2 separate regions of the Zea mays genome follow, and region 2 is linked to region 1. The links are chromatin contacts, called in public Hi-C maps. All regions are on one chromosome and are shown on one strand. The core of a region is the stretch at or near the end of the contact, and the rest is flanking DNA. Distances in the headings are between cores, read along the strand shown.

Region 1 (5,119 bases), core at 1,778-4,277:
CACTGTGAAAGTTTCTTTGAGGGGAACACAGATCTAGATGTCGCCTATAGGGGGTGAACAAGCGAATAAAAATTAACACCAAAAACTTAAAACTTTCTTACTTTATTCATAATATGGATCACAACAGAATGAAGTACAACACGAGTAGATTGTAGCAGAATACCAGTTTCTGTCTCAAAAGATCCTCCACTTCAAGAACAGCTCATACCAAAGATAAGTAGTGAAGTGCAAATAACAAAGCAAACAAAAATAGAGCAGAGACACAGAGATTTATCCCGTTGTTCGGCCAAGCTTAAAATGCTTGCCTACATCCACGTTGGAGTTAGGCAACCTGGCTTGAAGTCTATTTCAACTCCTTCCTTTGTTTGCTTAGATTTGTCACCAGGTGAAGGATCAAGTCTTCCACTATGTAGATGATGGTTACAGTAGCGTCAAGGTCGTTTACAACTTCTATATCCAAGATAGTTTGAAGATAGCTCAAAAAAGTGACGGGTCAAGATAGATGATAGATGATGGTTACAGTAGCGGCATGGTCGTTTACAACTTCTATATCCAAGATAGCTCGAGAAGGTGACGGATCAAGATAGATGATGGTTACAGTAGTGTCAAGTCTTCCACTATGTAGATGATAGTCTTCCACTACGAAGATAGATGACGAATCAAGTCTATTTCGACTTCTCTATCCAAGATAGCTCGAAGATACTTTAAAGGCTAAGCAAGACGAAGCTAAGGCCCTCGAAAAGGTGCCTTTATACATGACGCTGTTCATCTATTTATAGGGAAGACGAAAAGTCTCGTATAGAATTACATCCATGACCGCAAGGTTTTACATACATGATTTACAAATGACACAAGGTCAACACTGTCTTTTATATTTATTTCTTTCCGCTCAAGACTTCATCTTCTTACCCTTCGAGACTTTGTATTCGAAGCCAGCCTTACGCTGAGGTCGGTGATCTTCGATTTGCACCTTTGCTATAATAACATATCTACCCGGTGGATACCCGATGGGCACGGGTACGGGTAAGTTTCTCGCCCGATTGAATTCACGGGCCAACGTCTCAAAGCTGCCCTCATACGTAACGGCGCCTACTTAAAGCGCGGAGGTTTGACGTGGCTCCCCTGAGCGACCCTTGCCGAGAGTTTGGAGGCATCCAAGCGACCCTTCGGTCGCAGCGAGGCGTACGCCGCCTCCCTGCAGGTTCCCCTAGGCGGGTCTTCAAACGTCATGGTCTCAAAATTGTTCCATGCCAGCGATGCACCCAGATTAGCGAACCAGATACCCATTGCCGAGATCCTAGCTCCCAGCAAGCTGGTCGATCGAGGGTTTCTTCTTCCGTCATGCGCAGACCTTCAAATTCATCCTTCAAAATTTGCAGCCGTGCCTCCGCCTCCTTGACGCGATCTGCGCCAACAAATCTTGTTTGGAGAGATTCCCAAACCTCTTTTGTTGCCTTCTTCGTTGCCCTTGACAGTGAACACGAACGACAAACTCAGTTTTTATTAGAGAAACAACCAGAGGCAAATCTGAAGGAGACTAACGGCGTGTTCGGTTTGAAGAACGAGGTAATCTATCATTTTCTTAATCCTTAATTTTTTGTTTGATTCCTGGAATAAAATAAGTTAATCCATCACTATTTTATTTATTATAGGCTAATAATTAACAATATATAAGTAATGAGTGTATTTCACTAAATTTGTGGAATAGAGTCGTGATAAACCACCTCATCTATAATAAATTAATTCCTGAGACCAAGCACTCTCTAAAACTTTTATTTTTTATCTGAAGACACGTACATTCAGGAACGAGACATAGGTATTTATACCCAGAATTTACTCGACAAACAATATGGGAAACTAACTAAATCCTAACCGGATTCGATTTATACATATTGATCTAATCTAAACCTAACTGAAAAAACTGACAAATCTGGAAGACTCTGCAATAGACAAGTTTGTTGCTACAACTGTATTAAAACTAACAGGAGTGTCCAAACCACTAGTGCAAAGAAGCACTATGTTGGTGGTGATTTTTAACATATTTTTACTTTTACTGGCCTTTTTTATTACCCTAGTGATATGGGCCAGTAAATTTTTTTTAATAGACAGCTAATTAAGAACCGCCAGAATACAAATTGACTTTCACCAACGGTTAAGATAAGAAAATTTCCACTAACGATTGAGGTAAGAAAACATAAACTATGTTTTAAAAATAGCAAAAAAAATAATTAGGCAAGGCCCCACCCATCTATCTCCTCTACCACTCCAGCCATTGTTTACATGTGTCTGAATTGCAGTTTTATTGTCAACATATTGGAACAAACCGAGTCCAAATGATTTAAAATGAAAACATTATCAACTACAAAGTTTTATAACTTTTAGAGATCTATAACTTTCACTTTGGTAGTTTTTTCATAAGAGGTCATTTGAAAAACTCAAAAAATAAAAATTGGATTTTAAATCATTTCTAGAGGCAGATTTTTTTAGAAACCGACCAGTAGAAATCATATTTGTACCGCTGATTCCTTGAGAACTAAACAACACCAGCCCCTGACACTAAACAGGAATGATGGCTCGCACATAGACTCCAATTTCTGTAATACAATTAATTTATGCGAGTTTTCTTAATTAACCTTGATGATTAGCTGGTGGAGAAAGAGACATGAATCGGTATATCATGTCACCAATGGCATGGTGGTTAAATTGTTCTGCAACTTCATGAGAAGGTATGAAAACAATGTTTTTTTGAAACACCTTATGAGGAGCTTCAAAAATTTTATGAAACTAGCCTCTAGTTTCAATTTTTTAAGATATATAACTGTTGGATAGAAGAAGCTAAAATAGACCTAAAATTATTGAAGTATAGCTCTCTCAAATCGGGCCTAACTACATCCTAACCGGATTCTATGCCAATTGATCTAATCTGAACCTGACTGAAAAACTGAAAATCCAGCCCATGATAGAGTGGAGACCTAGGCCAAGGCTACGCTAAGGCGGCAGCATTGATGAGTGGTAGCCGAGGGCCGGGCCGAGGCTAGCTGTGGACTATGCAGTGTCTGCCTTCTCTTTCCTGGAGCGGGAGCGCAGAGGCAGATGCGGGCTTTTAATTTGTACGCGCACGGGATAAAAAGGTGCCTCCTTTTTTTTTCACCGCGCCTGCAAGGAAAGGAACAAACGCTGCTGTAGGCGAGCCGACCCGAGTCGCTTTGCCTTGACGCCTCCAACCACATCCACCTCCATTATATTTCTCCATGCTTGTCATGTGTGGGTTTCACTGTGTGCAGATTCATCCCTGCTCTGCAAGACAGGCAGCAATGGTGGACGTAGACAGGAGTAGGTGCTACTGTGCTAGTGCCAGCGGCCATGCCTCCATCCATCTCCATGTCCTGCTGCTCTGCTGCTGGCAGATGCTTTTGTGTTGTGTCACGGCCTTTCCTGTCGCCCATGATTAGGGCTTCAATCGAGGAGAATAACTTACCAAAACGAAGCCAGCAGGAACCACAGCAGCCGCGAGAGCGATGCTACAGGACACGCGAAACTAGGGCGCATATCATGGCCGCCATCAGCGCGAGCACCGCATCTCCCAGGCCACATGGAACAATCCGGAAGGCAGAGGGAGAACCCGATGACAACTAGGAGTAGAAAGGAACTTGAGATTTAGTAGGATTTTATCCAAACAGTATGCTGCAAAAAAACAACTAGTATCGTATACGGTGTTTGTAAAACTTACTGTAAGTAAAATATAACACAAGTTCGGAGACCCAAATAACACAAATTCGGAGACCCAAGTAACTTCAATGTAACAGTATTCAATTTTGAGCAAACCAACGTAACATTGAATCTGGACCCATAATTTATATAAATATTCTTGAGAACTTTATATAGGTTTAGATTTTAAAGCTCTCAGAAAATTTTGGAAGCATTTGTATATGTTAGTTTAGCAAGAGAATGTCTTTGTAAAAATCTGAGATCATTTTATTATTATTTGCTAAGTGTTTTAAAAAACAAATGTACAATTAATTTAGTTAGTAATTAGAAGAAATATCATTTAACTCGCTTAATAAAATCAATAAAAAATTCAATAGTTTAGAACTTATAATATTTTTCTCTAATAAAGTTTTTAGTTTCAGCCGATGAGAAAGGAACCAGGGATAAAAATATTGAGCGCTTTCTATGTAGTTTTTTATTTTTAGTAATTAAGATACTACTCCTAAAATTACAAGAACATTAGGGCAAATATAATATCTAACTATCGATTTTTGTGAATATATATAAATTTTGGACACTAGTAGAAGACAGAATTGGAGAGGATAAAACTAGTGCAACTTAAATCAGTGTCACGTCATGAAAATCGCCAAGCAAAATAGCTTAGGGCTTAATTTGTCTGGTTTTGTAAAGCTGAGCGGGTTAAATTATGGCTTTGAAGGTGAGGGGATGAAGTAGACCACCCTTGGTGCTTATATAGACTTTTGTTCCAAAAAAATTGAGTTCTAGATAAAGATTATGTAATCAATACAATAATTAGTCATTATATATATATTATTATTATTACTTGATATGTTTTCTACATTTTGCACAGGGCCTTCCAAATTACCAGAACATCCCTAAATTTTACTTAACTAACTATATACTTATTTAGTAAACCATTATAAAAATTGCAATGTAATTTAATATATAGTCCCTATATAATTCGTTTGACTTTTTCAGCCTCAACTTTGACCACTTGTATTATTCAAAAATTTCATGAAAAATGAAAAAATTATGTCATATGTAAAGTATATTTGATAATAAACAACCGGCAATGATTTTTTTTTGTTTTTCCACAAATTTTTGAATAAGTCAAGCGGTCAAAGTTAGGATTGAAAAAGTCAAACAAAAATGACACAGTTTATTTAATTTTTAGTTTAAGTTAGTTTTTTAATTTAGCTGACTAATCTTAGGCAAGTTGTGGCAGAATTAGCCGATAATCAAACAGGAAGTAAAAATCCAAAGGCTAAGTTAGACTCAATCATCACATGCATGTTCCCTTTTCAATTATAACAATATTTTACTTTTTAATTTAAGCTATTATAAAAATAAATTCAAAGATATATCTAATTATACTAATTTATGCTACAAA
Region 2 (4,704 bases), core at 78-2,577, 140 kb before region 1:
CTGTTCCAATTCCTGTCGGTGCCATGATGCCCTATCATTGTGGTGCAATTCTGCAGCCAGTATACTACCCACAGGGTCCACTTATGCACTGTAATTCATCTGCAATCAACAAGGCAACAATTCATCAAACCTCTGGCCAATCTAACTACCGTGAAGATTGTGGTAGTGGTAGACCATCTCAGGTTGATGAACACAAACAGTCAGAGGAAAAGCACCAGTTGCATCATTCAAGACAAATTCATCGGGAATCAGGACAACCAGTTGACATGGTTAGAGCTCACATGGATCATGCTAACCAGAGTGCAAGCTGCAGCCGGGATATCTGTAAAGGAAGCGGATGCACGGGTAGCGGTGAAGCCGATACCAATGCGAACACGACGGTTGCCCTAGAGAGTGGCAACGAGAGTGGCATCCAAAATAGTGACAGGTCTCACCGAGAAGCTGCTTTGATGAAGTTCCGCATGAAAAGGAAAGACAGATGCTTCGATAAAAAGGTATCTCATTTGACAACCTTCTAGCCATTAAATAGGTACCGAGCGATTTCTTCATCTAACCGTACATTCCATTTTCCATCTCTACAGGTCAGGTATCATAGCAGGAAGAAGCTTGCGGAGCAGAGGCCAAGAGTTAAGGGGCAGTTTGTAAGCCAGAAGCTGAAAGCAGCTATGGCAACGGAAGCCGAAACTGACTCGTGACGGGCGCTAGTCCAGAACTGTAATTTTGGTTCTTCCCTTCGCGCCAGGTGTGGGCGATTGGACTGGTAAGTCTGAAGGCTGGCAAAAGTTTTTTTTTCTTCCTTCCATGGTTAGCCTTTCTGTACAAAGGTGAACTCCACGTCGGGTGTTTGTTGGCATCCAAGCCTTATTTTTTGCGAGGTACATCAAGTTGACAAAATGTTCGGAGGGATAGGGTGAAAACGGTGCAAGCGCCATATTTCGTCCATACGCTTAGGTGTTTGTGGAGTGTGAAAGCAGAGCCTGTACAGCATATTCACCACCCATTCTGTTGCCATTACAATTGTAGTAACTTGTAATTACTACTATGACAAAAGTAGACACTGTTGTAGAACTTACAGCCAGCAGGTCTTTTCCATATGGGACAGTAGCATTTTATTTATTAATTGGTTGATCATATGAGGACAGTCCCGAATGCAGGACAGTTAAGATTTGTTTGATCCAATCCAATCATCCAGCATTTTGCTTGCCTTAAACTGGACAAGGAATCAGCAGGGTGCACACCTTGTCCTTGTCAGCTATTGGTACACAGCAGCATATATCCTTTGCCTGTGTTTGCTGTACTACTACTCTGGAAAGCATCAACGAATCATCGTTCACGGGACAAGTGTCATTTCACCCAACGACTGGTGCACATGAAGGATAAGCTGCGGATTTGCTGGGATTAATCTGCGCCGTAAGAGGAATCCGCAGTTCCTTGCTGCCAGTTTCATCAAGGGCATCTAGAGGTGGTAATGGATCAAGAGGTGGTAATGGATCACGATCCAAATGCTTCTTCACAAAAAGTTAAGGCCCTCAAATAATATTAGTTCAAAAAAAGTTAAGGCCCTCAAATAATATTAGTTCAAAAATGAATAAGAATAAGGCCCGATCCTAATCTGATTTGACCCTTAAATTTTGCAGTGTAAAGTTTATAGCCTATTATGACCCCGGCATCCCCGTTGCACAGCCAGCATTGCTCATCTCTCTCTCCGTTAGTTAGAGCTTGCGCCTCAAGTTTGGCACATTTGTTTGCCCGCCGCGCTTGGCCTCCAGCTCCAGGCTTCGTCTTATAAACCCAGAGGTCCACCAGCCTCGCGGGAATCTCACCTGTGAAAGCGAGCACACGCAACTTAGATACGCAAGCACGTCAATGGAGAGAAGAAGGGTGGCCGCATCGTTGGTGGCGGTGGTGGTGCCGCTGCTGCTGTGCTCGTGCTTCGTCGCCGGTGATCAGGGCGAGCCGGCGGCGGGGGGCTCGGACACGAACCAGCTGTGCGTGAGCAAGTGCGGGACGTGCCCGACGATCTGCACGGCGTCGCCGCCGACGATCCTGCCGATGACCGCGCCGCCGCCGCCGGCCCTGGCGCTGCTTCCGCTGTCCGCGCCCCCGCCGCCGTACCTGGAGCTGGGACCGCCGCCGCCGCCGGGGGACGAGTACGACCTGCTGCCCCCGGTCACGCCGCTAACGAGCCCGGCGCCGGAGTCCCCGTGCTCGACCCCGCCTTCTTCCTCTTCCTCGTCGTCGGAGCCTCCGCCGTCACCGCCCCCGCCGCCGCCACCGAAGAGCAGCAGCGGGTCGTCGTCTTCCTCATCTTCCCCGTCGGCGCCCTCGCACTTCTCCTCTCCGCCGACGCCGCCGTCGTCGTCCAACCCGTACTACTACCTGTACCTGTCCGGCGGCGCCAAGGTCCGCGGCGGCGCGTCCAGCGCTTGCGCCACGGCGCTCGTCCTCGCCGCGTTCCTGCCCGCCGTCGCCCTTTTCAAGTGACGCACGCTTCTGTTGTTAGTGCAGTCATCTGTCGGCTGTCGGCTGTCCAGACCGGTGTTTTAAGATTCATGCATGCATGCATTACGTACGCGCCTCGTTTTGGCATCCGATTCGGTGATGCTCTCATCTGTCGGGCTTTCCGGCCGGTGCCAGATGATCGATCCATGCATGCGGATAATAGCAGCTGTCTTTGCAATTTGTTCACTGTATCAACGTTCCTGTACGTACCTTAATGATTTTGTAAAGTGAATTCTGATCGATGATGGCTTCATGCTCAGTGTCGGTGAGTAAAGTCTGTTACTAGCGATTTGCTAAAATTTAGATGCCTGAATTTAGTTTTTTTAGACAACGATTTTTTTGCATATGTTTTATACTAAATTTTTTGAAACGACGACGACTCAGCACCTCCGAGTTGGAAGGATTATCGTGTGGCTCTAATATGCTGATCTCTGACTCTGCTTAGTGGTCGGACTGCTTCATTTTCTCTTCAGTTTTGCTGCGGCCACCTTAGCCGCTGCTGCCTCTCGACGGGTCTATGGTTTCTTTGAAGGTACATCACCACCATCGCCATCACTATCACCTCGTCATCGGATTCATCCAGGGGGGAGCTAAGCTTATTACCGGTGTCAGCTGACACTGATGAATTCCCAAAAACCCAATGTAAAATACTATTTAAACACCGTTTATAATATCGAAGACATCAGTTACAAACAATACTGACACCAGCGAACTTGGAGCCTGGCTTCGCTCCTAGATTCATCCAAGACTAGTTCATCATCATGATCTAGAGAAACATAGAAATCAATTAGACATTTACTTGGACGTACCTAGTACATGTAATACCGACTTGAGCAGGAGTTTACATCATGCCTTTTTGTTGACACATTTTTCGGGCACCAAACACTCAACAAGAACCAGCGGCGATGATCTCTGCACAGGCGCGGACGGTCCGCGGTCAGGAGCCGGACGATCCGCGACCTGGCGCAGGGCTAGGGTCAGTGGCGGGCCCAGGATTTAGAGGGTGGGTATTCGAAATTTTTTATAAGATGTTTTTTTGGAAGATTAAAACATGTCTATATATATATATAACCTATAATTAAGCACACACGCTATGGTCATAACTGATTCAATAACTAGTCTACTAAACTCAAATTTCATGAAACTATTTCAAAAGTTTTAAATCGAAATGCATCTGTTTGTTGTTGCTCGGTTGCTGGCTGGCTGCTTGTCCTCTTTGGCATTTTCCAATCGCTAATGCCCCACCTACATCCCAGTACTGCAAGCAGCAAATCAGGGGAGGTCAAGGTCGGGTGGCCACAGGCTAGGTGGGCTTGGACATCGGCACGATGGGACCTTGCCCCCTGGCTGTCTGTCCTGGCACGCGGTGACGCGCCTGACTATGGTGGATTGAAGCCTCGGACGACGGACAATGCAACAACGAGGCCAGATGCAACGCAATGACAGTTAACCGGTCAAGTCTAGGTACCTAGCTGTTCTGCGGAGCCACAATGGCGCAACGGAGGTGCTGGTGTCTCCATGGCATGTGGTGCTGTAAGACGTGACCACGACTTGGTGGCTGGCCCATCTGATGGCTCTGCCATGGTGCGACTACAATAGGGTTTGGGGATTTTTTTTGCCATGAGGTGCTGAGGTGGGCTTTGTCGCTCTATTGGGTCTTATAGTCCACGACAAACTATTAGGTTAGTTAGGTATGAGAAATAGGAAGGAGATATTTTGGTCCAAATTAACATAATTCTTTTGTTTATTTGATTCATTTTCTATCTATGCATATACACTATATACATGTATATATATTGAAGTTCTTTTGCCAAAATAATGGGTATTCATTTGAATACCCTTGAATTGAATGAGGCCCGCCCCTGGCTAGGGTTCCCTACCTGACGGCCGGACGGTCCGCGCGTGCGCAGGGGGCGCGTGCGCAGGGACCGTCCGCCGGCTCAATTTAGTGCTCAACATATGCCCCCTTGCCTTTTGGTGGAGCTGAGCAAACCAAAAACAACTAACTCGATGTGATTACATCAGTTCTCTTAGGCATCTTGCCACATACTAGGATGGTACTGTTTGAGGAAACGTCCATTCAAAGCCTTGGGTAAATCCTTGCCTTGTAATGTTTGTAGTAAATAGGCGTTACCAGACATTACCTGTTTTACTTTATAAGGACCCTCCCAGCTTGGCGACCATTTCCCGAACTTCCTGTCT

The links. A called contact is a pair of places that touch in the nucleus more often than the background predicts.
Region 2: a Hi-C map of tassel shows a contact between it and region 1, with 3 times the contacts expected there. The contact joins the promoter of LOC103647049 here to the enhancer-like site in region 1. A contact is called at or near these places in 5 of 25 Hi-C or Micro-C datasets (ear, endosperm, leaf and 2 more).

What each region holds. Positions count from the first base shown.
Region 1 is chr2:144,875,324-144,880,442 of Zm-B73-REFERENCE-NAM-5.0, reverse strand. No RefSeq gene overlaps it. Among protein-coding and RNA genes, the nearest start is that of LOC103648958, 10 kb to the right of the region's middle. Within about 2 kb of position 3,027, at least 13 of the 20 cell types and tissues checked have an H3K27ac peak or open chromatin away from gene starts, as enhancers often do. A contact at or near this core is called in ear and tassel, where this site is marked.
Region 2 is chr2:145,010,627-145,015,330 of Zm-B73-REFERENCE-NAM-5.0, reverse strand. LOC103647049 (pectinesterase inhibitor 10) reads left to right here and starts at 1,327. Exons shown (of 1, transcript XM_008671616.4): 1 at 1,327-2,761. The coding sequence starts at 1,867. The coding sequence ends at 2,484. LOC100272683 reads left to right here. Exons shown (of 8, transcript NM_001359735.1): 7 at 1-494; 8 at 582-1,179. The coding sequence ends at 695.